Regions from separate parts of the Bicyclus anynana genome. Here region 1 is linked to region 2. Evidence: chromatin contacts called from public Hi-C data. All regions are on one chromosome and are shown on one strand. Each heading gives the region's core, a stretch centred on a gene start, on an enhancer-like site or on the middle of the called end of the contact. The rest is flanking DNA. Distances are from core to core; before and after follow the strand shown.

Region 1 (6,077 bases), core at 1,920-4,419, 40 kb before region 2:
TAGTCAAGGTCAAGAACAGTCTACATGCAATCCCAATTTGTAAACAAAAGAATGAATTCCTTAGAAAGTTGTTTTTGCATGATGCTGACATGACAAAAATTCATGGTTTTTGTTTTATTATTTAGAACTTAGTCCTTGACCAAAATTTCACCTGATGGTAAGTAATGATACAATATAAGATGGAAGTAGGCTAATTTATTAGGAGTAGAATGAAAATCTACAGCCCTTTTGGTTTCTACACATAATACTGGAATGCTAAATTGCTTGGCATTATGTCTGTGCCAGTAGGGTGGTCCTAGCCAGGATTCCTGATGAACAGAGTTGGAGGAGTAAATACAATAATTGGTATTTTAATTATATTGGCTTTTCAGCCAGACTAGTTTTAAAAAGGAGAAGCATTATACCCAGTCTTTTATATTTTAGTCTTTTCAGAAATGCTAATGCCCAGTTATTTTAGTCTTTTTAGAAATACTGTAGTAATATTTTATACCTATTTCGTGCGTAAACATGGAACATTACAATCACATAACATAAAATAAGTTATAATTATGAATATGTACGAGTATGTATAATTTTTTAAAAGGTAAGCCGCTAGGAATCAGTTTGTTTAGACTCCTCGTAGCTGATTATACTTCATGTCTGATGACACATTACAATACCAGTCATTATTTAGCACAAACATCAGAATATCTTGTTTACATTACAAAATATAGATCCCTTATAGACTGACAAACATTAACATCGCCTTTATGTAATCGTTTTCTGTCTTTAGCTGATGGGACTTACCAACAATTCGTCTTCTCGCCTGCCAAGTTGTACGAAAGCACACTTAGCAGCGTGACTCTTGTGTTCCGCCCAAGGATCATCACTTGGCTCCCAGCCGTCCAACTCCTTACCGCAAAGGAAACACTTGGCTGAATCCGCATCTTCCTTGCCCGTGGCCACGGAATAGAAACCCGCCTCAGCCATGTTCCGAACGTTACACTTGTCATTGCTACCAAAAGGCCAATGTTTGAATGTTTTCACACGTTCTTCGACTAAAAATAGAAGAGGGCTTTCCACATTTTCTAATATGTTTTCCATTTTCAGCATTCTGAAATATTTGAGTTGAGTTTCAACAAACAAATTTCTAATCCAATTAATTTATTAAAATTATATTTTGGTTTTATCAAAACATCAAAACCAAGTTCGTTGTTCGTTGTTCCTTCAAATTCAAATTTTAAATTTGACAAGTAAATAAAAATAACAGAATCTGTGGCGTCTTCGTCTGTAGTCTATACTCATTGCTCAGCAAACGGCTAAAAAGATAGCTCAGTCCTCAGACCAATTATTGTATAGGACCTGTCTCGCTAGACGTTACTTTTCTGTCAAAGTATATGATCAACGACCTAATGCGATCATAAAAACAGTGTCTATAGAATCGATGTTAAATAGTTGTAATCGTGTTCGTCGGTTAAAGAGCTCCGAAAAAATAACTTTTTGTGTAATTGAATTGTGTAAAAAACGGGGAAAAACTTCTAGTTTAGTATAAGATGTATACCAAATCTAAGCTCGTTTTCCTCAGAAAATGACAGACAATTTTGTTCGTGACTGTGAGTGCGATACATGTCCTTCTATAATTGGTCTGAGGCTCAGACCATCTACAAATTATAAACCAAAGAAAAATATTACTCCAAGAAAAAATATACAAAAATAGAAGTCAAAAATCGAAGACAGAGAAAGTATTAGACGCATTACGCATGGACTTAAAAACGAGACAAGGCTATAGATGTAAATAAACCGATTTAAAACGTTTTAAATAAAATTCTGCAGTTTTAAACCATTTTAAAAGGTTTAAAACACACCTACGAAAATAAAATATATGTGTTTCATACTTCATTAAATAATGAATTGTGGTCATCTGACATCGTATTTCATTTTTATTAGGTAGTTAAAAAATCTATAAAAAGTAGCTACCTGCCTACATTACCCAGTACACGTAACATATGTATCTACATGTTATGTAGGTATACCAAACTTTACATATTAATTATTAATTATATTAAATATATCACGCACACACTACTTACATTTTAGAAGAAGGGTAGGCGAGTTGGCAACGTCGCACGTTCCATCGTCTGGAGGCGACTAACGTAAACGAGAGTGCAAGAGTGTGAGTTTTTTTAAACCGATACAATTTGATTAGCATCGTTATAAACCAAGATAAATGTTTATTTACTATTTACCAACACAGAGTTTTTTCAATAGATTTTAGCTAAGTAAGTGTATGAAATAATTTACCAAATTATTTCATACACTTACTTAGCTAAAATCTATTGAAAAAACTCTGTATATCACGTTATTCCTACTCCCTACCAATATAAAATCAAGAAAAAGTAGTTCTATTATTATATTATATTATAAAATAATACGAAGTCATAAACACATATGGTCAGAAAAAAATGTATTTTTTTGTATTTTAAACGGGTTTTTTTGTTTTAAATGGAATGGTTTAGTTGGTTTTAAACCGGCCTTACATCTATAGACAAGGCGATTCATTAATAGGGGTCATGAGGTGTGGTTATTTTTGTAGACCCTTTTCTCTTTTGATTCTTTAATTTCATACATAAACGGGCTAATACAGGGGATTGTTAAATACCTGTCTATAAACTTTACAATATTGTAATTGACTCGTATCAAAAATATAAACACTAATAATTTCGCATAGTACATGGATTAAAATCCAAAATATATCGATATTAATTAATAAATTAATAATTAATATCGTCGTAAATATTCATATTAATTTAGTCTTTGAACTTCTGGCAGAAAATTCCATGGCAGGTGAAAGCTAAACGCAGGTGGCGCTATCAGCGCTGGTGCCAAACGTACTATTCTGTCTGTGGCGTTTTATAGCTGGAAATTTTAAAAGTAGCGCGTTTTATTAACAAATTCAATCCTTAAAACCTACCTATTATAATAATTTCAAGGAATCTATAAACTCCAGTTTTAATATATTTCGGAACAGCACAAAACGTCATTATAATTAATATAAATTATTTACTAACTTCTTCTATCTATATACACAGCCATTTTGGAACCAGCGATCAAAGCGCCATTACGACATTTGCCAATCCCATTTGAGCAACAGCAAAGAGGGAAACAGATGTCTGTGGGACTGAGAAAGTTGACGTATAAATTCCAAATTGCCAAATTCCAATTCCAAGATTGTCATTGGTTGATTGTCGTTTGTCGTCTGCCTGCTTGGTCGTCAGCGCGTTTTGCTTTTGATTCACAAAGTATTTTTGTGTTTACACTTTACGTCTGCCTTATTTCAATTAGTGTTTTAATATATATTTGAAAGGTAGTTTATTAGAATTACGGTACAAATAGTTACTAAGTGAACAAATCGTAAAATTATATCTTCCAAAGTTAAGTCATCGAAACAAGTGCCTAATATTTTAGTACTAGTCTTTTGTTATTTTTTTAATTAAATCATCTCGTAGTTTGTTGTTAGCTAGTGTATTAATGTTTTACGCGGTTTCTGCGATGGTCCGAGCTGTTTTCTAGCATTATCCAGTCCCGTGAAACGTTTTGGTGAGTGCATTTATGTTTTACTATTTAATTAAGTATTCTAAGGTGTCTACCAGATGGAAGAGTTGTAAGTAATTAAATTACCCAATACCCATAAATTTCGTTTGGGGAGTTTGAATTTGTTCTGTCATAAATGCATAATTTCATTGAATTTGGTATTCAGGTGAGATTTACGCTAAAAAATTGATAATTGAATTTCGAATTTAGGTCATTATTTTCGAAGGTAAAATAAACTCAAAACAAACTCGTAGCTATAAGTTCGATTTCAAGTTTAACTTTCGATGTGATATTATTTTATTATTCATACTTTTTAATTAAGTTATTCATACTCTAAAATAACGGACTCTTGTTGTTTATTATTACTACTGAAGCTATCAATTTTATTTGAATACCTACTTAATTTTATTGCAAATTCCATCATAGACATTAAATATTTGAATGGTTAGATCCACAAGGTTCAAAGTGCATCTAGAATCCATTATAATTATAATAGACATTATAAATAATATATAATAGACATTCTTTTTGAAGTAGGTTAAAAAAATAGGAAGAAGTTTGTCTAGTTTTTACGACATATTTTACTGATACTTCTATTAGTTGTTTAAAAATACCATATAGCCTCAAGCTTACTCAATTATCAACATCATCATATCAGCCGATAGATGTCCACTACAGGACTTTTGTAGGCACTTCCAAACATCACGATCCTGACTTGCCTGCATCCAGGGGAACCTTAGGACTTGCTTGATGTGGTCGGTGACCACCTGGTGAGGGTCGACCAACCCTTTTTTTTATTTAAAAGATATGCCCAATATTATCATTCTCCTCCAACTTCCCATTTCCCTCCAACTAGTCAACTAGTCGGGAAAGACTGTGACTAGGAGTGGGTACGACAATAGACCAACGGGGCGGGGATCGAACCACCACCCCTAGGTGATGAGTCCGACCGCTCTTACCGTTAAGCTATTGAGGCTTTCATAGGTACCCTTATGTGAATTAATATGAGTACCAAGCCTCAGCAGCCCAGATAATATGAATTCTATTGTAGATCCTTTTTCCATTTTGGAAGGCCCAGTTTTCTTTTAATATGTATAATAGTAAGTGTAATGTTTGCATACTCTCTGATGATCAGTTTATCTCTCGGTTAATTACTTCCTCTGTTTTGAACACTTTATCTACTTTGTTCAACGCACTACTGTATCGCCCAAGTGCAAGTGCCCTCCTCTTGTCTGAGGCTTGTATTTATAGACTAATCTATTGACAGCCTAGGCTGTTGACATATACTTCAGAAAATTTTACAGACAAGTGCGTTTGTGTGTACAACTAAAGGTGATTTAGTCAACTAAGGCATGTTGATTCTACATAAGCTAAGGCTTCAAAAACTAAAATGGGAATGACTGACCTGTTTATAAATTTATTACATGACCTGTCAACATATAATGAATGTCATTCCCATACACTTTTTAATTTTTGAAGAATTCACTATAGTAGAAAGTGCCACTTGGCTACAGGCCCAGAGTTCTTATTTATTACATGATGAAGATCCAAGTACCTGATTGGAAGACATCAGTCTTCTATTATGATGGAAAGAATTTCTGACATAATCATTCATCTTATTGTAACAAACCATACAGTGACAGGCTACATACATACATACATACATACATACATACATGTTTTATAACTTCTCATCTAACTGTAATAAACATAACAGTTAATAGCTAAATGAAAAGCAATGGCTCCTTGGTGTAGTCTGGATTGATGACAATTGGATTTTAATGATTATGACCGGGACCAACAATTTAATATGCTGTCTGAGGCACAGGAATGTAAATAATAACTGCCACTGAGAACTTTTAGAAAAGAAATGCCCAATATTTCATAACTTAGTCTACAATCTCAACGTCATTTTATGTAAAGGCCCATGCTTTTACTATACCTTACCTGCTTAAAGTCCAACATCTATAGTTATTAATTATTCCACTGTCATGTAATAGCGGCCATTGTAGCACGAGTGTTACATTCGCTAACTACATGCAGTGGCATACAATTTTTATTCAACCATGATAAGCAACATAAAAGAATTAACAAAACTTGTAAATAATACATATAATGGGGGAGGTCTGTAAGCTTAGGATCTGTCAACAACATATAAGAAGACAAAGACATTGTTGCCATACAGCTGTGGAACATAGGTTTGTTGAAAATCTGAGACTGTTGCCTCTTCCTTTTGCTGCAATGGGACAAGTGACAATTTTTTTCCTCATCACGAGATCATCATTATCAACCCATATTTGGCTCACTGCTGAGCTTGAGTCTCCTTGCAGAATGAGAGGGGTCAGGCCAATAGCCCACTCTGGCCCAATGCGGATTGGAAGACTTTACATACGCAGAGAGTTACGAAAATTCTCTGGTATGCAGGTTTCCTCACTATGTTTCCTTCATTGTTTGAGACACGTGATATTTAATTTCTTAAAATGCACACAACTGAAAATTTGGAGGTG
Region 2 (6,414 bases), core at 1,497-3,996:
GCCAATGCTAATGCGAGCGGCGACGTGCCGCGGCGGAACACGCGCCCGCTGCACGTGCAGTTCGACGCGCAGTCGCCGCCCGCGCCCGTCTCCGTCTCCAGCTCCAGCTCCTCCAGCTCCGACGATGAAGACGTTTCCATCGCAGAAGCCCGACCGCCCGACGGAGGCTGGGGCTGGGTCGTCGTCTTCGCTTCTTTTATGGTCAACCTGATTGCCGACGGAATAACGTTCAGTTTCGGAGTGTTCTACCCCCATTTCCTGGAATACTTCGGCGAAGGCAAAGGGAAAACCGCCTGGATTGCGGGCATATTTATGGCTATGCCCCTCCTGTCTGGACCGATTGCGAGTTTCCTGACGGATAGATACGGTTGTAGGCGAATGACGATATTCGGCTCGATTTTAGCGGCGTTGGGATTCGTCATTTCTGCTTTCGTAGACAACATGGAGACGCTGTTCCTGACTTTCGGTATCATGGCCGGGTTTGGGCTGAGCTTGTGCTACGTGGCGGCGGTCGTCATCGTCGCTTATTACTTCGAAAAGAAACGTTCCCTCGCCACCGGGATATCGGTGTGCGGAAGCGGGATCGGTACATTCATATTTGCTCCTTTGACATATGTTTTGCTGGACGAATATGGATGGCGAGGAACCACTCTAATACTCGCAGGATTGTTTCTAAACATGGCGGTGTGCGGGTTGTTGTTCCGCGACCTGCCCTGGACGGCCACTATGAACGAGGAAAGAGCGAAAGAGAGAAAACGCAGAAGAGAGAGGAAGAGGAATAAACGCTACGGATCGTCGGCAGACAGCTTCTCCGATAGCAAGAGCAGTGCTGCTGGCTCCACCAAAGTGACGGACGCTGTAGACATAGAAGCAGTCACAACGTCTATTGTGCCACAATTTAGCTCCCTAGTCGACTTACCTACTTATATGACGGGCGGGGAAGGTGTTTCGCTGGAAGTTTTCGAACTAATGTCGAGTAGAGGTCGCGCTTATGCTATTCTGGCGCAAAATTACCCCGGGGTCATGTTGCCATCCCGGAGTTTCAGTGATAGTGGACGGTTGCATGAACAGTCTCCACCGAAGACTATCATGTCCCCTGGCACGATGTCCCCCGGAACGATGTCCCCTAGTTCTGCTCCGAGTGCCCCGGACGCTAATGGGACGAGACAGTTGAACGATAAAGCGGCCTTGTCGGTGTGGCTAAGGAGACAAGCGCAAGGCTCGACGAAGAAGCCGCCAGCTTTCTTCAAAGACATGAGGATACACCGGCACTCCCTCACATACAGGGGCGCCATGTTGAACATAAATCGCTACAGACTCCGAGCGTCGTCATGCCCCAACATATTTAGGAATTCCATGACTACCATTGCTAAAGAGAAGGTGAGTAAGCGTCACTTATCATTTGTAACATTTTTTTCTAATAAATGAGTATTGTGATAGCTTTTATTTATTGGCTTAAAACTATATTTCTGAGGTTACATAGATGCTGCCATTAAGACTTTATGGCTGAATTCTAAGCTTCCAATAAATGGAAGTTACTGAGACCTTAATGATTAATTGTTGAAGTTATGCTTATTGTTTTATATTACTCAATGGAGTCGCAATTCACGAACTATCCTATCATTATAGTCATTACAAAGAACTCAACCTCTGAAGTACATTTTCTGTCTGTGCGGCCTAAGAGTTGGTCTGAAAGTGATAGCCTGCCTTCTACGTTTCCAGCTGCAGTGGTACGCCGGCCTGTGGGACTTCTGGGACCTGGTGGTGGACGTGCTGGACTTCTCGCACTTCCTCAACCCGGCCTTCCTCATGTTCGCGCTGTCCAACTTCCTGCTGTACATGTGGTACGACGTGCCGTACGTGTACATCGCCGACAGCGGGCTGGGGCTCGGGTTCGACGAGTCGCAGGCCTCCATGCTCATCTCCGTCATCGGCATCCTCAACATGTTCGGCGAGGTGAGATCACTCATTATTTGTATAGTAATAATAATCGAATAATTTATAAAAAGAACTATAAAAAAAAATCGAATATATAAAAGTTCGGGAAAATTAAATCAATATTAGTCGCTAGAGTAAGTTTTTTAGTAGGACGGGTATCCAAAACTGCTCTAGTGGGATACCAAATTTGGCTTAGCAGGAAGAACAACACAAGCGGAGAAGGCGTGTGTTAGTCGATTTTAAAGGAGCTCCTTAACCCTACACCTATTGGCCACAAGTCCCGGACTTTGCTTGGAGTTGTGTCTCTGTCAGAGGATGGACCTGGCATCACATTAAAAATTATACATAAGTTGTGAATTCATACTATGATATTATATTTAATTGTCTCTTTTTTTTTACCTCTGTCTCCTCTGTCTAACAAATTGGTAAAATAAATGTTTAGAACTATCCTAATGTGATAGATCTTCAAAAATATAATGGGCGTGAGAACACAATTTTTAAATTTAGAGATCCATTTGTGCATCATTGCGGCAACTAATAAGGCCTACTAAATGCTAATATATAGATTTAAGTCAGCATTTATGACGTACGATGCACAGAACGTGCCTCGGACCCCAACTTTGCCGGTTTATTTATAGTGTAAGTTCATCAAAATTATTAAAAAGTTTCCATACATGGAATATTTATACATATATGTTTATGTGTATAATCTATCTCTAAGTAACACGGGAAATAACAATCTGAAGTGATTGACAATGTATCTTTAGTGTTGTGTGAGCTGATAACGGGACAATGTTATCTGGCGTATAGCTTGACCCAGTTCAACTGTGCGATAGTGTGCGAGCCCTGTGTGACTTCGCCCTTATGTAACTACCACGTGTATTGTCTCATGGAAGCCCACGTGTTAGTTATAGGTCCTCTGCTATTATATAACATTTTATAGACAGTTTAATAGACAATAATACTGTCAATAAAAATGTTAATATTAGGTACATTAAAGATGTATAAATTGTTAATATCATTTTTAGATTACAAAAACAAGAAACCTAATGTCGAACAAAGGTTATGATTCACGACATTTGTCAGGACAACGCAATTAACAAATCAAACTGTAACCAAAATAAGACCCTAGAATGGCAGAGAATGACCTTGAGTGGAGTCACGTACTTGTGAACGTTGTTTGTAGGGTTACAGCGCCTTAACAGCACTTTACAGCGCGTCAACAGGTTGGGCGCCTTTGATAGTTAACCAACACTCCCCTTTTCCACTTAAGTCACTCTCCCCGCGTATCCCAAGTAACCCATAAAGAATTACACAACAAGTAATGTGGACGGCTCGAACGCCACGCTCTTTACGAAACAAGTCGCGCCACCTAGCGTCGGCGCAAGCCAACACGAGGCAAGCCAACAATTTCCTACATCATATTATTATTTTTTTTTATTTTCTACCCATTATCAATAATATTGATATGGTCAATACTAATAATTTGTAGGGCTTGGGACTATTTGGTGACTCCCTAATGTCGCAAAAATGAAAATAAATAAATTTTGTTTTTTCCGTAACTCTGTTTTGGTCCAATTGTAAGTTTTACTGCATTAAAAGAAGTTTATTGTTTGTAATAAAAAGGCAACACAAATGTTTCAGATCCTGCTCGGCTGGATCGGCGACTGGGAGTGCGTGAACCCGAGCCTGGTGTACGGCGCGTGCATGGTGCTGTGCGGCGCCGTGACGCTGCTCATGCCGCTGCTCGCCACCTACGCCGGGCTGGCGGCCGCGGCCGGCGCGTTCGGCGCCTTCATCGCCGCCAACTACTCGCTCACCAGCATCATCCTGGTGGAGCAGATCACGCTGGAGAAGTTCACCAACGCGTACGGCCTGCTGCTGCTCATGCAGGGCCTGGCCAACCTCATCGGGCCGCCGCTGGCCGGTGAGTGGACTGTACTAAGGGGGTGGGGATTTTAATCCTCCTTTTAATAAGTTATCCCGCTTCCATTTTATATTGCATCATCACTTACCAGCAGGTGAGATGGCAGTCAAGGATTGTAAATATTAAAAAAAACTGATAATGTTTACAGCCGCTTGACAATGACTGACGGCGACAGCTTAAGCTTTTTCATGCTCGAGGTGTTGCAAATTCGCAACTTCAAGGTTTTTTTCTGAAGATTTAGTGACAGAAAGAAAAGTTCAGTTTCATTGTACCCTGGACCTCTATCAATAGTCTAACGGGCAGTTACCCGTATGGTTAACATAATAAGCTTTGATGTTTAGTTTATTGCCGGCTCTTTCCTGAACCTGCTTTCTAAATTGGTGTTAGTCTTTAAAAATAGTCAAACTTAATGTTTCAAAAGTTTTTGGAGTTTACTCTTAAAGAATCGATTTTTCATACATAGCCCCAGGTATGAAAAAAATATGGACAGAAAAGTTCGATGAACGAATGACAGCGTTACGTTTTTTTTTGCGCACCTTTTACCGTGCGTTGCCGCCAACAGTGCACGCCGAGGCCTGGTACTCCTCGGTTGCGCACCTTTCACTTTTAAAGCGTAGGTATTGAGACGTGTATAGTGTGTGCTGTACCATACACCTATTTAGACAGTCGATCTGAAAGAGTAAACTCCATTCGTGTGTCGGAGCTGACACATACTTTTTTTTGTAAATTAAAATTTGAAATCAATGAATTTTGATTTGAAATAAATGAAAACTTGAAATAAATGAATTTTGATTTGAAATATATGAAAACTTGAAATAAATAAATTTTGATTTTAAATAAATGAAAACTTGAAATAAATGAATTTTGATTTGAAATAAATGAAAACTTGAAATAAATGAATTTTGATTTGAAATATATCAAAACTTGAAATAAATGAATTTTGATTTGAAATATATCAAAACTTGAAATAAATGTATTTTGATTTGAAATAAATGAAAACTTGAAATAAATGAATTTTGATTGAATATGTCTGCTTCAGGTTGGGTGTTCGACATCACAGGCAGCTACGACCTGTCGTTCTACCTGGCGGGCGTGTTCATCGGCATCTCCGGCCTCATACTGATGGTGCTGCCGCTCTACCGCGCCGCGCGCCGGTACAACGCGCGCCGCAAGCAGCGCGACGCGTCCGCCGACGCGTCCGGCGACAAGTCCGCCGACAAGTCCAATACTGAGCAGATCCATATCAACGGTGAAGTGAAGCAAAACGGGAAGCTGTTTATATAGGCAAGCAGTGCTTATCTATACTTTTATTGGGAAAATATTTTTTTGTCTAAAAGCACTTAGTCTGTCAACAAGTCCACTGACAAATCTAATAATGAGCAAACTCATGTCAACTGTGAAGTGAAGCAGAACGGGAAGCTGTTTATATAGGCAAGCAGTGCTTATCCGTACTTTTATTGGGAAAATATTTTTTTTGTCAAATTTAATGACTCGGTCAACAAGTCGATCGACAAATCCAGCTATGAACGGATCAACGTGAAGTCGAAACACAATAGAAAGTTTATATAGACATGCAAGCTGTATTTTCTTGTATATTTCACTGGGAAAACAGTTTGAAATAAATATACTCAGAGGCACAATTATCCGCCCACTTTAATATACTCGCGTCATATTAAAGTGGGCGGATAATTGTGCCTCTTAGTATAGCTGAGGAAACATTTCGTTCTTGACTTTATGATGTCATTGTAGAACAGTAGGGTTTGGGTGGTGGGTAGCTCTGCCTATAATGCCTAATAAGGAACTGGGTGATGAGATTTAAAAAATTAAATTTTTCAAAAAGGAATTTTTTCTGCAATGTAAACACCTATTTGTATTTAAAAACTGCGTAAAAAGTAAATTTGAAAAAAAAAATACGTATACTAGAAGTAAAATTTACCACAAATTCTTCAAATTGAAAGAAACTGCACTGCAGTTTCTTTCTTAAGGAACATTTTTTTTTATTTAATTACTATTCCAAAAAATTTGTGTGTGATTTGGTCATTTTTACGATTATTTTTGTATGTTTATTGAATAAAGTTCTTGTAGAAGATCTGTAAGTTACAATTGTATTTAGATATATGTATTCAATGCAGTCAATAATGCCTTTTAAACGAACGGATCTTAATTCCTCCTCAATTCAATATCCCAATATCTGCTTTAAACGCCCACAATGGGGATGATGACTAGGTTTGAATATATTGATTTATATGAGACATTCGGGTAAATAAGGTCAATATTAACTAATTAATCTAAAAAAACAAAGATTGACTGGATGTTTGCAAAATAAATAAAATTATAAAATTTCAAAATCTACTTTTATCGTAATTAGATGAAAATGATGAATAAACGTGATATTTTTCAATACATATATAAACATAAACGCACAAATAAAGATATTTGTAATTTTGTTTGAACGCCCATACAAATACAACTATCGTCGAACCAACGACGTCATTAATTTGTACCATTTTGCATGGGGCGTTTTTCAGGGAGCCGCGACAGCGCCGCAA

The links. A called contact is a pair of places that touch in the nucleus more often than the background predicts.
Region 1: a contact with region 2 is called in a Hi-C map of whole larva, with 6 times the contacts expected there. The contact joins the promoter of LOC112049780 here to the enhancer-like site in region 2. A contact is called at or near these places in 2 of 2 Hi-C or Micro-C datasets (whole body and whole larva).

The regions. Positions count from the first base shown.
Region 1 is chr11:16,511,205-16,517,281 of ilBicAnyn1.1, reverse strand. LOC112049780 (monocarboxylate transporter 12) reads left to right here and starts at 3,169. Exons shown (of 6, transcript XM_052884248.1): 1 at 3,169-3,576. LOC112049782 (baculoviral IAP repeat-containing protein 5) reads right to left here and starts at 1,216. Exons shown (of 2, transcript XM_024087809.2): 1 at 787-1,216. The coding sequence starts at 1,092.
Region 2 is chr11:16,470,668-16,477,081 of ilBicAnyn1.1, reverse strand. It overlaps LOC112049780 (monocarboxylate transporter 12), which reads left to right. Exons shown (of 6, transcript XM_052884248.1): 3 at 1-1,380; 4 at 1,723-1,956; 5 at 3,583-3,865; 6 at 4,905-6,414. The coding sequence ends at 5,149. Among protein-coding and RNA genes, the nearest start is that of LOC112049780, 40 kb to the left of the region's middle. Within about 2 kb of position 2,746, at least 3 of the 8 cell types and tissues checked have open chromatin away from gene starts, as enhancers often do.